Regions from separate parts of the Mus musculus genome. Here all the other regions are linked to region 4. Evidence: chromatin contacts called from public Hi-C and promoter capture Hi-C data. All regions are on one chromosome and are shown on one strand. Each heading gives the region's core, a stretch centred on a gene start, on an enhancer-like site or on the middle of the called end of the contact. The rest is flanking DNA. Distances are from core to core; before and after follow the strand shown. Region 1 holds the start of Rfxank (regulatory factor X-associated ankyrin-containing protein). Region 2 holds the start of 1700020G03Rik (a long non-coding RNA gene). Region 3 holds the start of Zfp866 (zinc finger protein 866). Region 4 holds the start of Bst2 (bone marrow stromal cell antigen 2).

Region 1 (2,971 bases), core at 101-2,600, 1.4 Mb before region 4:
CCAGCAGGAATATATATTTTATATATACTTCTACATACATGTACCATATTACACACACACACACACACACACATACACGACAATAAAAATAACCTAGGAGGGTGGAGGGGAAGAGTGATGAAAGCAGAGATGTGGTCTGGAACTTGACAGTCTCCCTCACCAGAGCCCAGAGTGGTTCTCACCCTGCAGTGAGGATGCACTGGCATCTGCTTCAGGATTCACAGCGTCTGGGGTGCAGGGGAACAGGCTGAGGACGACAGTGTCTGAGTTCTCTGGGGACTCATCTCTGGTGTCCTCAGGATCCTCTAGGTCAGGAACAGGAGGTTGCTGGTTTGGGACAAGGTTCTCTGCAACCTGAGTGGGCTCCATGGAGGAAGCTGGAGTGAAGAGATGACAGTAATTAGCCAAATCTCGTGGTCCCCAAGATGGCTCAGTTGGTAAAGGCGCTTGTCACCAAGTCAGATGACCCAATTTTGATTCCAGGAACCCACAGGGTGGAGGGAAAAAACTGACCCTGGTAAATTGTCCTCTGACCTCCACACCAAACCCACAGCACAGCCTGCCCACAAAATAAATGAATAAATGAGTTCTTATCTGGGGCTGGAGCTTGGTTAGGTGGGGCATGATAGTGCACACCTTTAGTCCTAGTACTTGGGAGGCAGAGGCAGGTAGATCCCTTTGAGTTCAAGACTAGCCTAGTCTAAATAGTGAATTCCAGGACAGCCATGGTCTGCATATTGAGCCTTGCTTTATGACGCCGGGAAAACTGTGGCTTTAGATAAATATCATTGTTAATAAATTAACACCAGAAGCCAAGGCAATAAAATGAGGGTTCTGGCAGCAGTCTGGGTTCCAATCACTTACAAGCTATAAAAACCTAGTCTATGACTAAGCTGAGCCTCATTCCCTCGTTAATAAGGTGAAGATGTAAGGCCTCAGAGAGGTCATATCAGAAAACATCATAGAGAGATACTAATGTCAAACTTATCAATGTCCCACTGTGGTTATTTGGGCCGGAATCCCCCAAAATGACTTAGGACTCAACAAAAGATGCGACGTGTAAGATCCACTCACCTCCCTCCAGCCTCCTCTGTGTCCCTACGCTGCCAGCCTTGGTCTTCCAAAACTCAGGAAGCTCTGTTCACAAACTTTTCTGGTTCAGTAGATCTCGTAAAGAGCAAGTTGGTGACCAGACGCTCAGTTCTCTAGCTTCCTCTCCTGGGACATAGAGCAGCAACTTAATACGCGACGACTACTCCTACTGGAAAACTCCTCCACTGCGCCTGCGCACCCTTGCCCTGCAAAAGTACCAAAAAATAAAAAATAAAAACCCGAAGCTGCTTCTAGCGCTTTAAGACTGGAGGGAGGAGCGTGGCTTCCGCTGAGGCCAATGGGTACAGTGGCGCATGCGCACGCTATCCTTCCTAAAGGGCTGAAGGAGCCTTAGACTCGCTGAAGATTTTATTGCGCGTGCGCTTCCCCGCCCCATGCACCGCCCCCTCCTGTCTGCCCCAATCGGATCCACAGACGGTGGGAGGGCGGAGCATTTGCCCCACGGGGCGGAGACACATGGGCGGGACTTGTCAAATTTAAAGAGACCGAATATTATTGTTACTTTGTCCATAACAATTTCCCTGCCCTGGTCCCTGAGAATTATCTGTACGTGTAGCAGGGAGTCCTTGACGAGGCATACTATAACATCAAGAAATCTCTATCCTCCCGACACGCTCGCATAGGACTGCCTCCTTCCGTCTATCTCGTGTCTGAATAGAAGTTACCTCGTAAGAGGAGCCAGCGCACAGGACGCCAGAACCCATACCTGAACGTTTAAACGTCTCAACCTCCCGACTTCCGCTTCCGGTTTCTGGGCTCTGCTGGCTGCCTTCACTATGGAAGAACCTGAGATGCAGCTGAAGGGAAAGAAAGGTGTTGCGGGACCCTAGAGGGGTTGGAGGGGCCTAGAGAGGGCAACGCGGGAAGGTACATGACAAAGAGCCGCCGTAGACCTCCCGGCCTGCGGGGTTCGATGGAAAAGGGAGGCCGGTGTCTCCCGCCGGGAGGTGTTGTGATGTATAATGATCCCGGGCAGGAAAAGGCTCTTTTCTACTTCTGAGATAAGGTCCCGGGATGTAACCCTGGCTATATTGGAACTCGCTGTGTAGACCGGGATGGTCTCAAACCTCTCTGCCTTCTGAGAGTTGGAATTAAAAGCAGAATCCATCCAGGTCCCTGCTCAGTGTAATGTGGTTTTTAGCCTGTGAATACGTAAAGGAGTATGTGGGCTTGGTGGCGCAATACTCTAATCCTCTCTTCTCAAGAGACAAGAAATTGAAGGCCAGTTTGGTCTGCACATTGAAACTCAAATCTCGAGAGAAGAGCTGGGGCTTTAGCTCAGTCGTAAACACTTTGACCAGCGCATTCAAAGCTCTGGGTTTGATCCCCGACACTGCAAAATATATTAAGGACCAGATAAGTAGATTATTTTCTTTAGCTGATGGGAGCCCTGCGTGGTAAGAGGAGTTGGTGTCATCTGCCACCATTAGCCTGGTCAGAGCTTGTCTGATACAGGAAGGAGTGGGGGATGAAGGGGACTGAAGTTGGAAGCAACAGGATCCTTGATGGATGGAGCAGGAAGAATAGAGATTTCCTGACTGGGAAAGCTGTTGGTCAAAGTCTACCCTGGGATGATGGTTTTGGTGCAGTTGACTTGTGGTAGGAACATGAGTTCTGGAGTAAAGGAAACAGGCTTAACAGGAACTTGAATGGATTCTGCAGAGGGCAGCCTTAGCAGGCATGTTTCTGGAACAGGGCCTGTGATATACCTCAGAGCTGTTCCCACACAGCAAGGGACGTGGCCTTCCACATCATTCCTGCCACAGAGTAGAGGCCTCACGAGATTGTGGACTTTAGGCACCTTTGAGTTCTGTGTTCATCCTCTGGGCAGCTGGATATGGTGGTACATGCTTCTCTT
Region 2 (2,700 bases), core at 132-2,631, 1.0 Mb before region 4:
GTCCCCCTAAGAATCCACGAGACTGAAGTCAGGTTTCAGAAAGCCAGGATCATCATGGGGGGAGGGGTGCCTTCTGAGAAACAGCAAGCAGCTTTCTAAGCAGGCTGGATAGTGGCCTGCACAGTGGCCTCTCCAGGATGGAGGCTGGCAGAGGGCTTCTCAGAGAGAGGCAGAGCTTGCACTTGGGAACAGCCTGGAGCAGAACTGTCTCCAAGAAGGCAGTGAGGAACGTGGGAAGAGAAGAGAGCCCATGGGGGAAGGAGGGACAGCACCAAGTAGCCTTGGACTGTGGGTGGGGTGTGCTCCAGGACCTCTCAGGTGCAGGTCTCAGCCTCCCTTTGGCATGTCCCCACTTACAGTGTTCACCCCAGGTGCCAATTGATCCCTTCCTAGAAGGAAGGGCAGTTCTGAGAGACCCCTCCCCCTTCAAGACACCCTCATTGCAGGCACCTCAGTTCCTCCCACTCCTGAAGATCCTCCATCCTGTCGCCCCACTATTTCTAGAGGACTCTCTGGCTCCCACATCTCTTTAGGGACTCTCAGAATCCCGCATCCCTCTGCCAACCTGAGGAACCCCACGTCAGCTCTTTTCTCATCCGAGGTTCCCCCATCCAGGCCCCTTCCCAGGACCCCAATCTGCACTAGCATACCAGGTACTCGCATCCCCTCTTCCATCTGAGGGTCCTACACTCAGGTCCCTCTCCTTTTCCAGTCACTGGGTTCCTGAGAGTCCATCTGTTACCTGCGCAGGAGGCGAGCCAGGGTGGTGCTGGCGACACCGCTGCTGGCACCTCTGAGTGTCCCCGAGCTGCGGAGCGAAGGGGTCACGCGCTGGGGTTGGGGTGACCAGTGACGCCAACAACAGCAGCAGCGGCAATGCTACCGCAGCCATGGCTGAAGATGCGCAGCGCGGGCCCTGGGATGCGGGACCGGGTGTTGACGTCACTGAGCGAGGCAGCCTGGGAAGGGGGGGGGGGTGTGCTGCGGCGAGCGGGGCGGGCAGGTGAATCTCTACTCCGGTCGGGGACATATTCTTGATACTCATGGTCCGGCTCTTTGACCGGACTTGGATCTGCGTGCCGGGAATGACAAAGAGGACCTGGCTAGATACGGTGACAGGCCTATCTCAGGCCACTCAGGGATGAAGGCCAAGAGCAACGGGGCAGGGAGCATCTAAGATCCTTAGTCAAGGAATTTTTTAAAAAGGGAAGAGGAGTATGGACAGGGCAATGAAAGAAGAGAGAGAGAGAGAGAGAGAGAGAGAGAGAGAGAGAGAGAGAGAGAGAGAGAGAGAGAGAGAGAGAGAGAAAGAGAGAGAGAGAGAGAGAGAGAGAGAGAGAGAGAGAGAGAGAGAGAGAGAGAGAGAGAGAGACCAAGAGGATGAGGAGGTTGAAGGCCTGGGAGGATGGAGGGGGAGGTAGAATGAGAAGAGGAAGAAAACGGAAAGTGGGGGAGGGGAGGGGTAAAAAATGGTAAGAAGGAAGGAAGACAGTTAGGGAGGAGGGGAAACAAGAGGTGTTTGAGGACCAGGAGGAGGCGGACAAAGACTTGGGAGTGGAGAGAGAGGGAGTGGAGGAGAAGGGAGGCCAGAAGGAGCGAGCAGGACCATAGAGCTGGAGCCGGGGTGGATTTGAAGCATCTGAGGGCGCGGAAACTAGCCGACCACCAGCCACAGTTGGCCTGCTTCCGGGACACTAAGACTCTAGGGGGAGGTACTCTAGGGGCAGCTGCCTCCTCCAGGAAGTCCTCGAGGAACTTCAGGGAGCAAAACTTAAGGTGGTCTCCCTCCATTTCAGTGCGGAAAAACAGACCTGAGGGAACCCATTGTCTCCCTGGGACTCGGAGGCCCCCAGCACTCTAACAAGGCCTCTGAGCCGCTCACTTTTCCCATCTGGTGGGAAAACTTGAAGCAAATAGGGACACAGTGGCTTCCGTCCTGGATTCGGAGGTCTCCACGGTTTCCTCCGTCCGGGCGCCAGGGCGCGGGCTCTGAGCCCCAGTGGCCTGCTTGGCACAGGTGCCTTGCGGCCTGCGCGTCCAGTCGCTCCGCCCCAGTAGACGAGGAGGCCGCTCGCAGGGTCGTCGGGTCACAGGGAGCCGCAGGTTCCGGTCGGGAGGAGGGGCTGGCGCGCCCGGGTCCCCGCCGGCCGTTTGCTTTCATCTCAGCGGCCGGGGCCGGCCCCCACGTGGCTTAATCAGGCGCGGCTGTGCCTGGCGGACCTGAACATCTGGATCCCGGCGCGGCCCCTCCCCCGCCCCTCCCGGGCTGGGCCTCTCTTCCACCAGCGCACCCTGGGCACGGTCCCTGTGCGCTGGGACCCCAACCGTTTCCTCAAGTCGGACGCCTTGGCATATGCCCATCATCCCAACACGCGGAAAGGCTGAGGCAGAAGAATCGGTGCGAGGTCCAGGTCAATCTGGGTTAGGACGTGAGTTCTAAGTCTGGCCCTCTATAGTGAGCGAGACCCTGTCTCAAGAAACCAAACGCAAAGCCTGTTTCCCCAATTTACAGGTGGGAAACCTGGCACCCGGACGCCTGGGCAGAGCCGGAATTCAAGTTCACACTTGTCATTTGCAGAGTCCCGGGCACTTAACCCTTCTGCAATTACGGTCCTTCATTCAATTTCAAACAAACACTCCTTTCAACAAAGATTTTCTTGCCATGACTTTTTTCTCTGACAAAAACCCTATAGGGTAGGG
Region 3 (2,868 bases), core at 281-2,780, 1.8 Mb before region 4:
TCTGGTACTGGAGTTATAGGCAGTTGTGAGTCACAGAGGTGGATGCTGGAAATCAAACTGGAGTCTTTACAAGAGCAATACCCTCTTAAGCACTGAACCATCATTACAGACCATCCACCTCATCTTTTTGACAGGGTCTCATGATGTAACCCTGGCTAACCTGGAACTCTGCAGCTATGTAAACCAGGCTAGCCTCAATCTGCCAACCTCTTCCTCCCAAGTGCTGGGTTAAAAGTAGACTGACCAACCAACCCAGCAAGAACTATAATTTTTAACAACAAAAAACAAAACAAAACAAAACCATGCAGGGCAGTGGGAGACAATGCCTTGAATCTTGGCACATGGAAGGCAGAGAGAAGCAGGTGTATGGCTATGATTTCAAGGCCAGCCTCTACAGAGTGAGTTTTAGGCCAAAGCAGACCTAACAAAAAACAAAATAAGCAAAAAAGACAACAACAAAACCCCAACCAAACAAAAAGCAAACACAAAATAGTGATACCCCATAAATATGGCGATAGGAAGCTTCAGAACTGAACGTCATGTTTCCTCAATCTGCACTAAGATTTAAATAATCACAATATAAATCCTAACAACTTATGAAAAATTAAGAAACTGATTCTCAAGTTTATGTGGAGAGTGGAAAAAAACGAAAATGGTCCACACAATTCCAAAGAAACAGCACACAGACTTAAAGTGTATATATATAGTTATAGATATTATATATACACATGTTATATACACACACATATATATATGGGGTGTGTGTGTGTGTGTACCTTTTTTTGACAAAGTAGCAAAGGAAACTCAACAAAGGGCAGAATAGCAAAAGGTTATTAGCAGAACCGATGTCTATAGACAAGAAATTAAATAGAGTTTCACAATGTTGGGGCTGGAGAGATGGTTTAATGGTTGGGAAAACCGGCTGCTCTTCCAGAGGACCTGAGTTCAATTCCTAGTACCAACATGGCAGCTCAACAACAGTTCCAGAGGATCTGACATCCTCACAAAGACATACATACATTTTGGCAAAATACCAATGCACAAAAAATAATAATTTTTTTAAAGTTTAAAATTCACAGTATTAACTCAAGTTGATTGCTTTGACCTAAATGTTACATGAAAATTCAGAACTTCTAGAAAGTAGCAGAAACTAGATGACCTATTGTTTTACAACCTTCTGATGAGATACCCAAAGCAGGACTGTATAAAACGCCTGCCCCAGACAGAGCACCGACTCTTTCCTGCGCGAGGCGGAGCCTCCGCAGGGAGGCTCCGCGCTCTGCGCAGGCGCGGACCACGGCGAAGAGGACACAGGGCCCAGCGCCACACAGCACTGAATGCCGCTGCCGCCCCGCCCCAGCCTCGGGGAGGATCCACCACAGCGGGCAGGGACAGCGGCCCTTGCTCACCATGGCGCGGCTTCCGAACTCGCCCGCGCTCTCCTCACTGGTCCCGGCAGCAGCGCTCACAGCACAACACACCGCACCTCCCTGTGCCGCAGAGCCGAGCCACAATATGGCGGCCGTGAAGAACCCGCCTCTTGCCGCTCTCCAGTAGTCCTGATTAGACGGCACGGTTCTAGAACCTGATTGGCTACCAAAGCCTGAGTGACACTAGCTTCCAAAGCCGAAGTGTGGGATTCAAATGACAGCCATAGCCCCGCCCTCCTTGCTTCTAAGCAGAACTAGCTTCTCCCTGGTAAAGCAGTACTCCATCACCAAGTCGTCACTGTGCACACCGAGTGCTCATTGCAGCAATCCTGCTGCCTCACAATTAGAAAGGTGCTCAGGTCAGTTTTAATTAGAAGGTCAAATTATAACTGGACATGATGTTCTCCAGGCATCAGGAATTTGAGTAAGGAACATCTATGGTTTATACATCTGTCCCAGGTTGCACATTAACACAAGTATTCATTTCCTCTATTTTCATAGCATGTGTGTTCTTCCAGTTAAGATCTCTATCCAGCCGGGCAGTGCAGGCAGTGGTGGCACACACCTTTAATTCCAGCACTTGGGAGGCAGAGGCAGGCAGATTCCTGAGTTCGAGGCCAGAGTGGTCTACAGAGTGAGGACAGCCAAGGCTACACCAGAAACCCTGTCTTGAAAAAACCAAAACAAACAAACAAACAAAAACCAAAAACCTCTCTATCCTTCCATCTCACCCCCGTTTCTCCTCTCCAGGCCTCTACAGACATTCTAATTTAAACAAAAGCAAAAAGAAAAAGAAAAAGAAAATTGAAGACGTGGGTCAAGGAAATGACTTAGTAGGTTAAGCATGAACATAGTAGAAGAAGACCAACTCAGGAAAGTTGTCCTCTGGCCTCCACAAGTGTGTTCTTCACACACACATAAATATACACAGACACACACACACGTACATAGCCACTAAATCATCAGAACATTTTATTATTTAATTTTTGGTTTTTTGAGTTAGAGTTTCTCTGTGTAGCCCTAGCTATCCTGGTGTTTTTGTTTTTGTTTTTTGTTTTTTTGTTTTTTTCCAAGACAGGGTTTCTCTGTATAGCCCTGGCTATCCTAGAACTCACTCTGTAGACCAGGCTAATCTCAAACACAGAGGTCTACCTGCCTATGCTTCACGGGTGCTGGGAAAAAGGCGTTCACCCATTTTTACTAAAGAAGAAGTGGGGGAGTACTGGCAGTAGAAACAATAAGAAGGAAAAACCCAGCAAAGCTAATGGAGTCAATGAACAGATCAGTGAGTGGTGTTCAGTCGTGTAATGATTAGTCTTGATTGTCAAAGTGATAGGAGCAACCCTCCAGCATGTATGTAAGGGTGTTTCTAAATAGGGTAGTTGAGATAGGAAGGCTCTTCCTAAAAGTGGGCAGTATCATTACCTAGACCACAATC
Region 4 (2,807 bases), core at 58-2,557:
ACTCCCCAAGCTTTATTCCTTCATCCCTGGCACTCTGTCTGTCTCTGGGAAGAAACCAAACTTCCAAGCAGTGGGCTCATGACCCTGCCACCCCTTCATGTGGGTCAGCACCTCTCCCCAAGTCCCAACCTGGAGGCCTAAGCTATTCCCTCCCAGCTCCACTGGACCTCCCCCTCCCCCTGCCCCCCTCTCACTCTCAAGCTCCTTGATGCGGGCCTGCTGCTCCAGGGCTTGAGACACCTTCTTCTCCAGGGACTCCTGAAGGGTCACCTGATCAGAAAAGCGGCACAAACATGGGTTGGCTGTTGTCCTGGCCCCTAGGAAACTTCCAGGCAAAGGCATCTGAGACCTTCTCAAGCAAAGCCCCTTTCAGGTTCCCCTCCAACACTCTCCGTATCCACCCAGTCCTACCAAGGTGTAATCTCCAAAACGGCAATTTTAAGTGCCCACATAGGAGTTTGAAAACTCTTCGTAGTTAACCCCTAGTAGAAAGTTCCAGATATTCTCCTACACAAACACACAGCAGAACCGGGCTTCCCAGACAAGGTCTCTCAGAGACATATTAAAAGTTTCAATAATTTGCTAGGTGTGGTGGCTCATGTTTTTAATACTAGCACTTGAAAGGCAGCATTTGAGGCCAGCCTGGTCTACAGAGTGACTTTTAGGACAGCCGGAGCAATTTAGGAGACCCTGTTTCAAAAAATTCAATCAGGGCTGAGTGATATCCCAGTGAAGCCAAATGCTGGTCCCTAAGTCAGGTTCGAGCTCTCCAACTCAAGCACTCTACACAAAGTTTGGAGAGTCACCAAAGGAAGGGAGGATACTGAGGCCCCTGATTGCAGAGCTGTAGGGAGTTCTAAGGTCTCCCAGGATTTCAGTCTTTAGTAGCTGGCCTTCGAGGTGGGGGTGGGGGACTTGCTTGGCTGTTTCAAAGCCACTGGAGGGGACGGATTCCAGGCTTACCACGGTCAGGTTGCAGGAGTTTGCCTGTGTCTCGGCCTGCAGCAGACTGTCCTGGGTGCGGGTGAGCTGGCGCTGCAACAGGTGCGTGGTGTTCCGGCACTCAGCCTGCGCTCGCAACCCGTCTCTACAGGCCACGCTGTTCGCTGTGACGGCGAAGTAGATTGTCAGGATGACTAAGGTAACCCCGAACAGGACCACCAAGATCGCGGCCCCCAGCCACTGCCGGTGGCTGCCCCATCCTTGCTTCCCCCCCATCTCATCCATGGGCACGGGCAGATAGTGATAGAAAGAGGGCGCCATGTGATCCGTCGATCCTAGAGGGCTCAGGAACCCTTTCCAGGCCACGCCCTTATTAGCATAACCCCGCCCCACCACTGCTTCTAGCAAATAGCAACTTCAGGAGTCCAACGCAATTCTAGAGCCGCCGGGTTGCAAACTGCTAGTGGAGAAACTGCAGCCTTTCAGTTTCATTTTCCTGGAATGCCCCTAGAAGCAAGAGAAACTTCTGGAATTCAACTCAAATTCTTGGCCTTCGCTGGCCAGTCACCTGGTGCCTGTGGGCTTGGGACTCGACTTAACAGTGGCTGTCCGCCGGGCGGTGGTGGCGCACGCCTTTAACCCCAGCACTTGGGAGGCAGAGACAGGCCGGTTGTCGGTTTGGTCTCCTAGAAGGGGAACTAAGACTTCAAGGTTCAGTTGTGGACTGAAGACCAAAGGCCAAGGTTTGAGGTCAGGGGTCTCCATTCACGAAAGGATCGTGGGAGCTATTGAGAATCTGTATATTGAGAATAGTGGCTACAGAGCAGCGGGCAGGAAACCAAGCCTGGCCAGGTAGCAAAGTGTGCCTCCCAGCTCTTGTCCTGGCATCAGGAGCAACCTGGCGGGGAAAACCTGCCTGCGGGAAAACCTCTGTGAACGGGGTAAAAAAGGAGTGTTTCAGTGAGCACCAGGCACTCAGAGAGGGCTTGGCCTGGCTTTGGGCAAAAGTGACATGAAGCATGACCTGGAGTTAGCATAGGGGTTGTCCTTGATTTCCTATCCTTCTGTCTCTGCCTCCCGAGTGCTGGGATGGCAGGTGTGCTCCACTACTCTGGAATCCTCCCTGGCTCCGCTGAATGTCCTGAATGGTACCCACCTCAAAACACTATGGAGTCTTTACTGAGGACACATAGGGCAGACCACATTCAGTCAAGGGGTTCTCTTCAGGACTGAAACTGTGTGGCCAAAGCACTAGTATATGGAGAGATTACGTTTTCTGTCCTTGTGAAGACCAGTTTGCATAGGAGGACTCGGTGTTGTGTTTTATAAAAAGAAAAAGAAGCCAGGGATATGTTTGATGGGGGTGTGGTATGGTGTGGGGGAAGAGGGTGCTTCTGCAGGCCCAGGCTGAGGCCCCCAGGGTACCAGTCACACAATGGGATGTAGAGTATAGAATAGAGTTTATTTAGGGCATGGGGAGGGGAGTTGAGGGCCTAGTAGAGACAGAGAAAGGCAGAGAGAGAGAGAGAGTAGAGGAGTAGAGGCTAGCCGGGAACAGGTAGAGAGAGAGGTGGGAGGGGAATGGGGAGAGAGGAGGAAGAGGGTAAAGGGAGCAAGATCTAGAAGAGGAGAAAAGAGAGGAAGAGGCAAGCAGCCCCTTTTATAGTGAGTCAGGCACACCTGGCTGTTGCCAGGTAACTGTGGGGCGGAGCCTAGATGAAATGCCAATGTTATGCCCAGTTCTCAGGAACCCCAGAACAACATCAGGAATTTCGAGTTTGATGCAAGAACAAAGAGAGTCTTTATTGTTATATGATTGCAAGCCTTCTCTACTCAAAGGTTAAGAATTAGATGCTCTCGTCCTG

The links. Promoter capture Hi-C pulls out the DNA fragments that hold promoters and counts their contacts. Hi-C and Micro-C count contacts between places; a contact is called where the count stands out from the background.
Region 1: a Hi-C map of B cells shows a contact between it and region 4, with 5 read pairs. The contact joins the promoter of Rfxank here to the promoter of Bst2 in region 4. A contact is called at or near these places in 2 of 484 Hi-C or Micro-C datasets (B cells and CD4 T cells) and 1 of 9 other capture datasets (liver).
Region 2: a promoter capture Hi-C map of embryonic stem cells shows a contact between it and region 4. The contact joins the promoter of 1700020G03Rik here to the promoter of Bst2 in region 4.
Region 3: a promoter capture Hi-C map of pre-B cells shows a contact between it and region 4, with 3 times the contacts expected there. The contact joins the promoter of Zfp866 here to the promoter of Bst2 in region 4. A contact is called at or near these places in 3 of 39 promoter capture datasets (hippocampal neurons, liver and pre-B cells).

What each region holds. Positions count from the first base shown.
Region 1 is chr8:70,137,847-70,140,817 of GRCm38.p6, forward strand. Rfxank (regulatory factor X-associated ankyrin-containing protein) reads right to left here and starts at 1,351. Exons shown (of 9, transcript NM_011266.2): 1 at 1,075-1,351; 2 at 183-377. The coding sequence starts at 369. Gm45929 (predicted gene, 45929) reads left to right here and starts at 1,653. Exons shown (of 9, transcript NM_001310055.1): 1 at 1,653-1,926. It overlaps Borcs8 (BLOC-1 related complex subunit 8), which reads left to right and starts at 1,653. Exons shown (of 6, transcript NM_001145552.2): 1 at 1,653-1,926. The coding sequence starts at 1,890.
Region 2 is chr8:70,486,426-70,489,125 of GRCm38.p6, forward strand. 1700020G03Rik (a long non-coding RNA gene) reads left to right here and starts at 1,382. Exons shown (of 2, transcript XR_870493.2): 1 at 1,382-2,429; 2 at 2,513-2,700. Tmem59l (transmembrane protein 59-like) reads right to left here and starts at 923. Exons shown (of 8, transcript NM_182991.3): 1 at 743-923. The coding sequence starts at 892.
Region 3 is chr8:69,773,381-69,776,248 of GRCm38.p6, forward strand. It overlaps Zfp866 (zinc finger protein 866), which reads right to left and starts at 1,531. Exons shown (of 4, transcript NM_177899.3): 1 at 1,410-1,531. The coding sequence starts at 1,412.
Region 4 is chr8:71,536,165-71,538,971 of GRCm38.p6, forward strand. It overlaps Bst2 (bone marrow stromal cell antigen 2), which reads right to left and starts at 1,308. Exons shown (of 5, transcript NM_198095.3): 1 at 964-1,308; 2 at 195-270. The coding sequence starts at 1,263.